2 separate regions of the Mus musculus genome follow, and region 1 is linked to region 2. Evidence: chromatin contacts called from public HiChIP or PLAC-seq data. All regions are on one chromosome and are shown on one strand. The core of a region is the stretch at or near the end of the contact, and the rest is flanking DNA. Distances in the headings are between cores, read along the strand shown.

Region 1 (4,351 bases), core at 938-3,437, 260 kb after region 2:
AGGTCAGGTACTTAAGTATGCAGTGAGTCCTGTGGGCTGTGGTGTCTCTGGCTGGCAGGAGTGCAGCACCCCTGGCTTAGATCCACCAGGGGGCGCTGAGCGAGGCTGTGTGGGGATGTGGTGCCCACCATTAGCAGAGACCTAATGCCCTCACTGCAAGGAAGTGAGCTGGCTGCTCTGTGCCCAGTCCCAGGCTGAGAGGACAGGGACAACAGCTGCTTCATCACATCTGGAGGGAGGCTGGTGTCACAGGGGACACAGCTCAGATATTCTGTGACACATGACTGAATGTACAAAAGGGGTCTCCAAATGGCAAAATATTACGCAGCCTTTCAAGGGTGTGTGGAAGGTATGAGAGCATGGGGGAGCCTCCAAAAGCATGGGAGAAACCCAGCACAGCTCAGGAAGACCTGACACAGCACAGATATGTACTGTGGCCCACAAGGACCTAAGGGCATCGGACAGAAGAGATGGAGAGAAACACACGGCTCAATTTCATTCTGTGAGGGCCCCAGAATGATCAGATTCATAGAGACAGTAGACTGAGGGGTGCCAGAGATGGGAAGGATCATTGTGTGATAAAGGCAGTTTGGGAAGATGAATTCTGAGAGTGGAAGAGGGATGGGGGGTGGGGGGCGAGCTGGCATCATAATGAGCATGTGCTTAATTCTCTCAAGCTGTGCAGCTCCAGATGATGAAAAAAAAGTTTTATCTGTTGGTCACAAAAAGGAAGTTAGAGGAGAAGGGAGAGGGAAGGGGGGAAGGACAGGAGGGGAAAGAAGAGGAAGAAAGAGAATGAAGAAGAAAAGGAGGAGAAGAGAGGAGAGAAGAGGGAGAAGAGGATAAAGGTGGGGGATACAGAGAGGAAGGAAAAGGAAGAGGAGGAGGAAGGAGAGAAAGGAGAGAGGAAGAGGAGGAGGAGGAGGAAGAGATGGGGGATGGGAGAAGCGGAGGGTGTCTCCCCACTGGTTCCTGGCAGTGGGCTTTCCCACAAAGGCCCAAATCCAAGCCCCCCAGCCCCTCCTGGCTGTCCCTGGCTTATGGGCAGAGGTCCTCGTCTTAACATGCAAGTCACCACATTCCAAGCATAGCTCTACATATTCACAAATGTCCACTACCACTTCAGCCCCATGGCAGAGCCAGGGGCTCTGAGAAGCCCCACACACATCTCCCATCACCTTAAAAACAAACAAACAAACAAACAAACAAACAAAACAGCTCCCAAGAACAAGGAAGGCTACAGTGCACCCACTGTGTGCAGACAGCTGTTCAGGGGGACACAGACTCATTCCACCACAGGAAATGCCATCAACAAGTCTCAGATACGACAGGCAGACAGCCACAATTCGGACTCCGTAGGGACAGGTCCCAATTCTTTCCTGCACAACCCCTTCCAGAACAATCTTCAAGCATTTTGAAATGTTTTTGAACTTTCATGATTCGGACAACGTGATCGAATGCATCGAGAGCCATTGCTATCCCAGGGAGGAGCTGGTCCTAGAGTGGTGAGGTCTGTCTTCCCACAGTACTTCCTCCCCAGGAGGATGGGTGGTCCTTCAAGTACCTGAAGGTTCTCCTTCCCCAGGCTCACTCCTGGGGAACACTTGTGTCACAGCGTTCCCAAGCAATTCAGTACTTCAGATGCTGTCGCTAGGAGCTCTCACGCTGTCTGTTCTGCAAACGACAGCAGCCCTACCTTCCAAAAAACACAACCCACAGAAGAAGTAAGACTGAAAAGCTGAACAGGCCAGGTGGAGGGTGCCCGTCAGCAAGACTAGAACTCAGGAGATGGATGTGAGGGTAGGGCTAGCCTGGGGTACATGAAGAGGCTGTCTGGAACATACAACCCGCCTTGGGTAAACTGTGCTTTACTATTGAATGCTTTAGTTCAGAACAAAGGACAGCTGAGGCCTCTACATGGGGAAGAGCCAGGCCACAGCAGTTCTGAGGACACTCTAGTGTGTCCCCTCCATCCTGTTCTTTCTACTCTTGAGTGGGTGCGCGCATACAGAGACCCAGCCGCTGCATCAGCGCATAACTGGATGGGAAGGGTCCTGCCTGCTCTCATTTTCCTTCATTTTTCTATATTAGGGGCAAGATGATCTATTTTTAGTGTGTAGCTGGTGTAAGTCAGGGGTTGCTATAGCAACGGCAAGTGGCTACAAACCCAGTGCCGCTCCGGTTCCCAGTCACAGAGAAATCCTGACAGAAATGCAGCCCTGGAGGATGGAGCGGCCCTGTTCTTGGGGGTTCCTGGCTCCTGTCCTCATGGCGTGCAGTGCCATGGGCAGGCTGAGGCTGAGTGTGCTAGGAAGCAGAGACTATACAAACTAGGAACCGTGAGAAGAGCTGACTGGGAATGGGTGCCAAGCTCAATCACAGGTGAGGAGAGAGTCCTACATTTGTGCAGCTCTTAGACAATAGGCAGAGGCAGGCTGGCATGCACTGCCTGGGCCCAGGGTAGCAGGCAGGGGATTGGAATGGGCTGTCAGTGTTGGTTTGTTGAGTCAGGGTCTCCTGTAGGCTCAAACTCACTCTGTAGCCAAGGATACCTTGAAGTCTTGATCTCGCTATTTTGTCTCTCGAGTGCTGGGATTACAGGCATGAGCAATCATAATTATATAGTGCTGGGAATGGAATCCAAGTCTTTGTGCACACTTTTTATCTACCTACTGATCTACATCCCCACCCTAGGCTGCCTACCTTTTAAGGCTGCCTCTGTGTGCACCTACCACCAGGGGCCCCAGACTGAGCCCAGCAGATGAGAAGGAACCTGGAGACTGAGCGTGCCATCCTCAAAGGCTGGGTGTATGATCTGTGTCCTATGTAGACTGTGGCCTGCCGAGCTCCCTGAGACAACGCTGCACTCAAAGTGTAAAAAAAAAAAAAAAAAAGAAGCCAGGACAATTAATGTCTAGGTTTACAGGCAGTGGGAAATGTGTTTTAAAATGTAGTTTTCTAATGACTCGGGGTAGTGAGGTCAGGGGATGAGCTTCCTCTGGAAAGACAGTGTATTACAGTCCCCCAGAGGAGGGGGTGTGTCACAGCCATGGGGGGGGGAGCGGCATGACAAGGAATGCCAGGCTGCTCAGGAGGCAGAGGAGAAAGGAGAGATCAGGCAGAAGCTTGGCTCTTGTTTCCAGGGAGAAGAAAGGTAACGCAGGTGGGGCAGACAAAGACTGGCTTCTGTGGATGTTTCCATGGGCCTCAGGGGTCTCGGGGACTGGCTCTATCCCCAGCATCACAAAAACTAAACAAAAGATCTAAAATGACCCTCAGTATTAGCAGCAACACCCATCGCTCCCCTGTTGTCTTTACCTTTCTTTAACTTCCAAGAGTTTTCGTCCCCACGGCACAGGGAGGCTCCTTCCTAGAAAGCCCATTGGAGGGGAGTGGACCCTGCTTCAGGGAGGGAGACTGCAGAGGAAGGGGTCTGAGGCCCCCAAGGCTAGATTCCTCAGGCCCTCACACAGCCCAGGCTGTGGGTAGCTCCCCAGGATGAAGCTGCTTCTCTTTCTCTAAATGTCACCATCTGTCCTGTCCTGAAAAATCAAGGTCAGGGCTGCCTCTTGCTGGTGGAATATTTTCATGTCCTCCTCCACCAAGCTTTCAGCCACAGAGCATCCTGTCTGAGTGTGAGAGATGAGGGTGCAGGGTCATTTTCTCCCATCTTAGGGTTGCTTTCTCCACTGCTAGTCTACATTCTAAAGAACTCCTACTGCCCTGTTCCTCTGCTCTCTCTCTCTGTCTCTCTGTCTCTCTCTCTCTGTCTCTCTGTCTCTCTCCCTCCCTCTTCCTCTCTCCCTCTCTCTCTCTCCCTCCCTCTCCCTCCCTCCCTCTCCTTCTCTCCCTCTCTCCCCCTCCCTCTCCCTCCTTCCTTCTCTCTCTCTCTCTCTCTCTCTCTCTCTCTCTCTCTCTCTCTCGCTCTCTCACTCTCTCGTGGTTTGAATAGGAATGGTCCCCATAGGCTCACATATTTGAATGCTTGTTCATCATGGAATGGCAGTCCCTAGAAGGATTAGGAGGTGTGGCCTTATCGGGAAAGTATGGCCTTTCTGAAGGAAGTATGTCATTTGGGGGTGGGCTTTGAGATTTCAGAAGCCCAAGCTAGGCCCAAGAGTTCTCTCTCCCTGTTGCCTGTGAATCCAGACTTAGAAGTCTTAGCTACTTCTCCAGCATCATGTCTGCCTGTGTACCGCCATGCTCCCTGACATGATAATGGGTTAAATTTCTGAAACTGTAAGCAAGACCCAATTCAACACTTTTTTTTTGGTAAGAGTTTCCTTGGTCAAAGTGTCTTTTCATAGCAACAGATACTAAGACACCATCTGTCTGTCCACCCACCCAGCCC
Region 2 (4,365 bases), core at 680-3,179:
TCAGCTCCTGCCTCCAGGTTCCTGCTCTGTTTGAGTTCCAGTCCTGACTACCTTTAGTGATAAAAGTTTCCTCCCAAGCTTGCATTTGGCTGTGGATGCTTAATTGTAGCATCGGTAACCCTGGCTAAGACAGTGAGTTTGAGACCTGAGGGTGATAGGAACTCTGTCTTAAGAAACCAAAATCAAGCCGGGCGGTGGCGGCGCACACCTGTAATCCCAGCACTTGGGAGGCAGAGGCAGGTGGATTTCTGAGTTCGAGGCCAGCCTGGTCTACAAAGTGAGTTCGAGGCCAGCCTGGTCTACAAAGTGAGTTCCAGGTCAGCCAGGACTACACAGAGAAACCCTGTCTCGAAAAACCAAAAAAAAAAAAAAAAAAAGAAAAAGAAAAAGAAACCAAAATCAAACAAACGGCCAATTCTAAGGTTCTCCTTGGGAGAATCCTTAGAGCTAGCCCTAAGAACCCGAACTCCTGAAAACCCCAGACAGTCTTTCCTTGGGAAGCAACATATTTTACTTAAGCTAACAGCTCTCCTCCTGTGTGAGGCCTGTCAGTGAACACTGGTTGTGTGTGGAGGTTAGAATATGGACCACTTTGTAGCCAATTCCCCATCTTCACACCAGCTCCCAAATACCTGTCAATTCAATGTTCCTCCCTTTGGAGCCATGAACTACCTTATACTGTTTTCACTTCAAACTGATAGCGTAGGAATGAAGCAGTTTTGAAGGTAACTGTTTCACTGGAAGGGCTTGGGCCAGGCCACCCAGCATTTGCTGATCAGGGAGGAAAAGCTGAAGATAAGGAGCGGTACCTGTGCAAAAACCTTGGCATGCCTCCTCTAGTCCGCATGTGCGACTGCAAAGGCCAGCAGCCGGCCAGGGGCACCCCATAATGCAGGGTGGGAGCACCCAAGACAAGGCTGGCCAGAGTGAACAGAATATGAATCAACAGGTGGATACGAAAGACACATTATGCATTTCCGTGCATGATAGTTCTCGTTTCATTTCAAATATGCAAGATAGACTTCCCTATTCCCCAGAAGTTTGAACCAATCCTCTTTCTTCTGGCCATACTTGAAATGAGGCCAACAAGGAGCTTGGGGGTGGGGAGGAGTGGGGGTTCAAGTCTCAAGGGTGCCCTTCAGCCCTGGGCAAGTCCCTAACATGGTAACACCGGTTCCGTGTAAGGATTTCATGGGACTGGTTGACAAAAGGATCTTTCATTGGGGTGCGCGCTTTGGTGCGACCCACACACTCGGGCTCCTCACGGCTTCCCGCCAAGAGCTCAAGGGCTGGGGGAGCTCCTGGATGAGCAGGAGCTAGAGCCCTACTCTTCCAGAAGGGGGCTGCGGGGCCCGGAAGAGTGAGGTCTGGGTGCGGTGCAGGTGAGCGTGAAGAGGCGGGAAAGGTCGCGAGCACGCGCGCCCATCTACCTTGAAGGAGCGCGCAGCACTGGCCGTCCACGGTGCTCCAGAGGCGGGCTGTGCCGTCCTCGCTGCCCGTCAGCAGGCGCTGCCCGTCGGGGCTCAGGCTCAGCCAGTTGATGCCCCCGCGGTGGTCCGCACAGACCCTCAGAGCCGACCCGCTGCTCCCCATCGCTGGCCTGGGGTAAAGAGGCGCTGAGCCCGGCTAGAGAGCGGCGCTCCAGCGTCCGCTCGTGGTCCTGGCCGGGCTCGGCCAGGCAATGGCCATCGTGGGGGGTGGGAGAGCGCCTCGTTCCTGCAAAGGCTCGAGGTGCGGCGGGGAACAAGGATTATGACTCTCCACCGGTGTCCTCCGCTCTCTCAGCTCCGATGCAAGGACCCAGGTGAGACCTCCCCTACTCAGAACCTTCTCGGGGCTCAGGAGGGGTGGGCGCTTCTGCGCAGAGGAGCCCACCAGGTCTGAAGCCGGTAGAAGAACCCGAGAAGCGGAGCGCGGAACAATACAATCCAGCCTGGCTCCTCCTCAGAGACCACCCCCCAACCTGTCCCCTCCCACTTTTCGGGCCGCGCGCCAACCCCCACCCCAAGACTCCCTGGTCGTCCTCCGGGAACAGAACTTAGAAGCTATCCGGGTCCCTCGTTGGGGACCGTTTCCACGTGCTTCATGTACGACCCTTCCAACTGCCTAGGCTGGATTCTGTTCCCTGTCACTCTCGCTGACCTTGTCCCCAGAGCCCAAGGCAAGAAGGAGGTGGACCGAAGAGTCTGGAGTCTTAGGAGACCCCCGATGAAGGGCAGAAGCTGCGGAACCCCGAGTACGCCCTTTCTGGGAAATAACAAGCACACCCCAAATTCTACTTGGGCCAGGCTGGATCCTGGCCGTTGGGGGTTGGAGGTAAGACCAGAGGTCAGGTTCGCCCTTCCACCCATCACCACCCCACCCCCAGCTGGGCGCGCGCCTTTGAGGTCCCACTGAGCTCTGCAGGAATCCTATACCCAGCCCGCAGCCCTCCCGGAGCTCAGTCGGCTGGTTCCTATTAGAGCAGTTCCGGGTGCTGACTTTGCTGGGGGCGGGGAGGGTGACCCCCAACTCTGATCCTCCAGGTCCTAAAGATCGCAGAGTTTCTCGAACCCTCCAGGGCTCTTTTTGGAGTCCAGAAAGAAAGGCTGGAAAGAGATGGTTTAGAGGAGGCGGCCCTCGGGGTGATGTGATGACCTGCCTTAATCACTCTGGATGACCCCATTCAATTCCAAGAAAACCCCAGAATGGGTCCCGCGGCACAGCCGGCTTCATTCCCCGAGTGGCAGTGGCGCAACCAAATACATGGGCTTTTTTCTTTCTCCAAACTCTCAATCAGCTTAGGAGACACTGAGGAGCCAGCTGAGGGTGTTAAGGAGTGTTTTGATGGGATCTGGAATGTGGAGCTGGTGAGTACAGGAAGGGTAGAGGACTCAGGAGCCAGAGTGCCCACTAAGGGCCCATCCTGAGTTCATCTGGTACGCTGACCTTTAGAAGGCATTTGCATCATCCCGGTGCGAAGACTGGTGGGTAGCTGGCTGCACAGGAGAGCTCAGCGGGAGTAGGAGTGTGTGAGCAGTGGGCACCCTAGAGCAAGCGTCCTGCATGCTGAGGTGTGGGATAAGGAAACTGAGACTGCTCACCTAGAGAGGAGCCAGAGGATGCAGGGACCTGCATTCTCAGGAGGAAGACTTGTAAAAGATTTTAGGGAACAGCCAGGACTAGGTGGCATGAACACATTCACAGCCTCGAAGAGCTTGGCCAGCAGTGGGTCAGGTAGGGCAGCTACATTTCCAAGGGGTCACGTGGTATGTGTTATGAATATAATGCAGCGGCAGGAGTAGGGGGTCCCTGGCAGTCTCATACCAAAGTGTACCCCTGAGAAAACACACTACGAGACAGACATGGTATAAGAGAGGTTTATTTAGGAGGAGGCGAGGGGAGCTAGGACCTGGAGGAGGGGTAGAGGCAGACAGAGCCACAAGGCAGAGAAGTGGAGACAAAGGACAGAAAGAGAGGCCAGCAGGGAACACATGGGAAGAGAGAAAGAGCGGGGTGAGGGAGTAGAGGTAAGAGTCTCTTACAAGCTGCCAGGCCACCCGCTGATGATGACTTGACTGTTGCTAGGTCCCTGGCAGAAGTCTAGTGTAATTGTTTGTAAACCAATAGTATGAGCACAATGGGACATCTACACTTGTGGTTTGCCCTCTACTCCCCAGAAAACCACCTGTGCGTCCTCAGCCCCTTAGCCACCAATCCCAGAGCCCACAGATTATAGTCAACTGCCTCCATCCAAGATGAAGAGTTCTTATCATTATCGAATCCTCATAGTCGGGCACATCTTTGGATGTTAGAAACAAGTTCAAGGTGACAAAGAAAAAGACCACCATTCCAACCAGAGAGTCCAGACAAGTCAGACTTTTCTCAGAGAGTGTGCTTAGGAAGAGCTTGCACATCAAGACAGGAAGTACAGCCGGGTGGTGGTGGTGGTGCACGCCTTTAATTCCAGCACTTGGGAGGCAGAGGCAGGAGGATTTCTGAGTTGGAGGCCAGCCTGGTCTACAGAGTGAGTTCCAGGACAGCCAGGGCTACACAGAGAAACCCTGTCTCCAAAAAAACCAAAAAACCAAAACAAAAAAAGACAGGAAGTACAGTTGGTTTCTAGTCTAACACTGCTAGAGTCTCCTTTCCCCCACTGGCTGCCGCTGACCTTACCTGGCTAGTCTGAAAGAACTGGCTCATGGGAAATGACAGAGGAAGGGGAAGAGGTCACTGCTCCTGGCAAAAAGGGGTCAGTGCTCTAGACCATCCTAGAATGGACTGGTGGGCCTCTAAGGGAGAGGATAAAAGTCTTACAAGGAGAAAAAAAATGTTCCTAAACACAGTGTTATAGTATTAGATAGAAAAAACTCATATTTGATATTC

Evidence for each region. HiChIP or PLAC-seq counts read pairs in DNA pulled down with a chosen protein or histone mark.
Region 1: a contact with region 2 is called in an H3K27ac HiChIP or PLAC-seq map of embryonic stem cells, with 3 times the contacts expected there. The contact joins the promoter of 1500035N22Rik here to the promoter of Wdr86 in region 2. A contact is called at or near these places in 4 of 39 promoter capture datasets (hippocampal neurons, neural stem cells, pre-B cells and 1 more), 4 of 115 datasets of contacts at active chromatin or transcription factors (embryonic stem cells and stem cell-derived neural progenitor cells) and 1 of 9 other capture datasets (embryonic stem cells).

What each region holds. Positions count from the first base shown.
Region 1 is chr5:24,983,655-24,988,005 of GRCm38.p6, forward strand. It overlaps 1500035N22Rik (RIKEN cDNA 1500035N22 gene), which reads left to right and starts at 2,188. Exons shown (of 2, transcript NR_166410.1): 1 at 2,188-2,382. All of the region lies in intron 3 of Prkag2 (protein kinase, AMP-activated, gamma 2 non-catalytic subunit), which reads right to left.
Region 2 is chr5:24,728,751-24,733,115 of GRCm38.p6, forward strand. It overlaps Wdr86 (WD repeat domain 86), which reads right to left and starts at 1,930. Exons shown (of 6, transcript NM_001081441.1): 1 at 1,431-1,930. The coding sequence starts at 1,593. It overlaps Gm42231 (a long non-coding RNA gene), which reads left to right and starts at 2,240. Exons shown (of 2, transcript XR_880885.3): 1 at 2,240-2,316. RefSeq lists an enhancer at 1,804-3,093.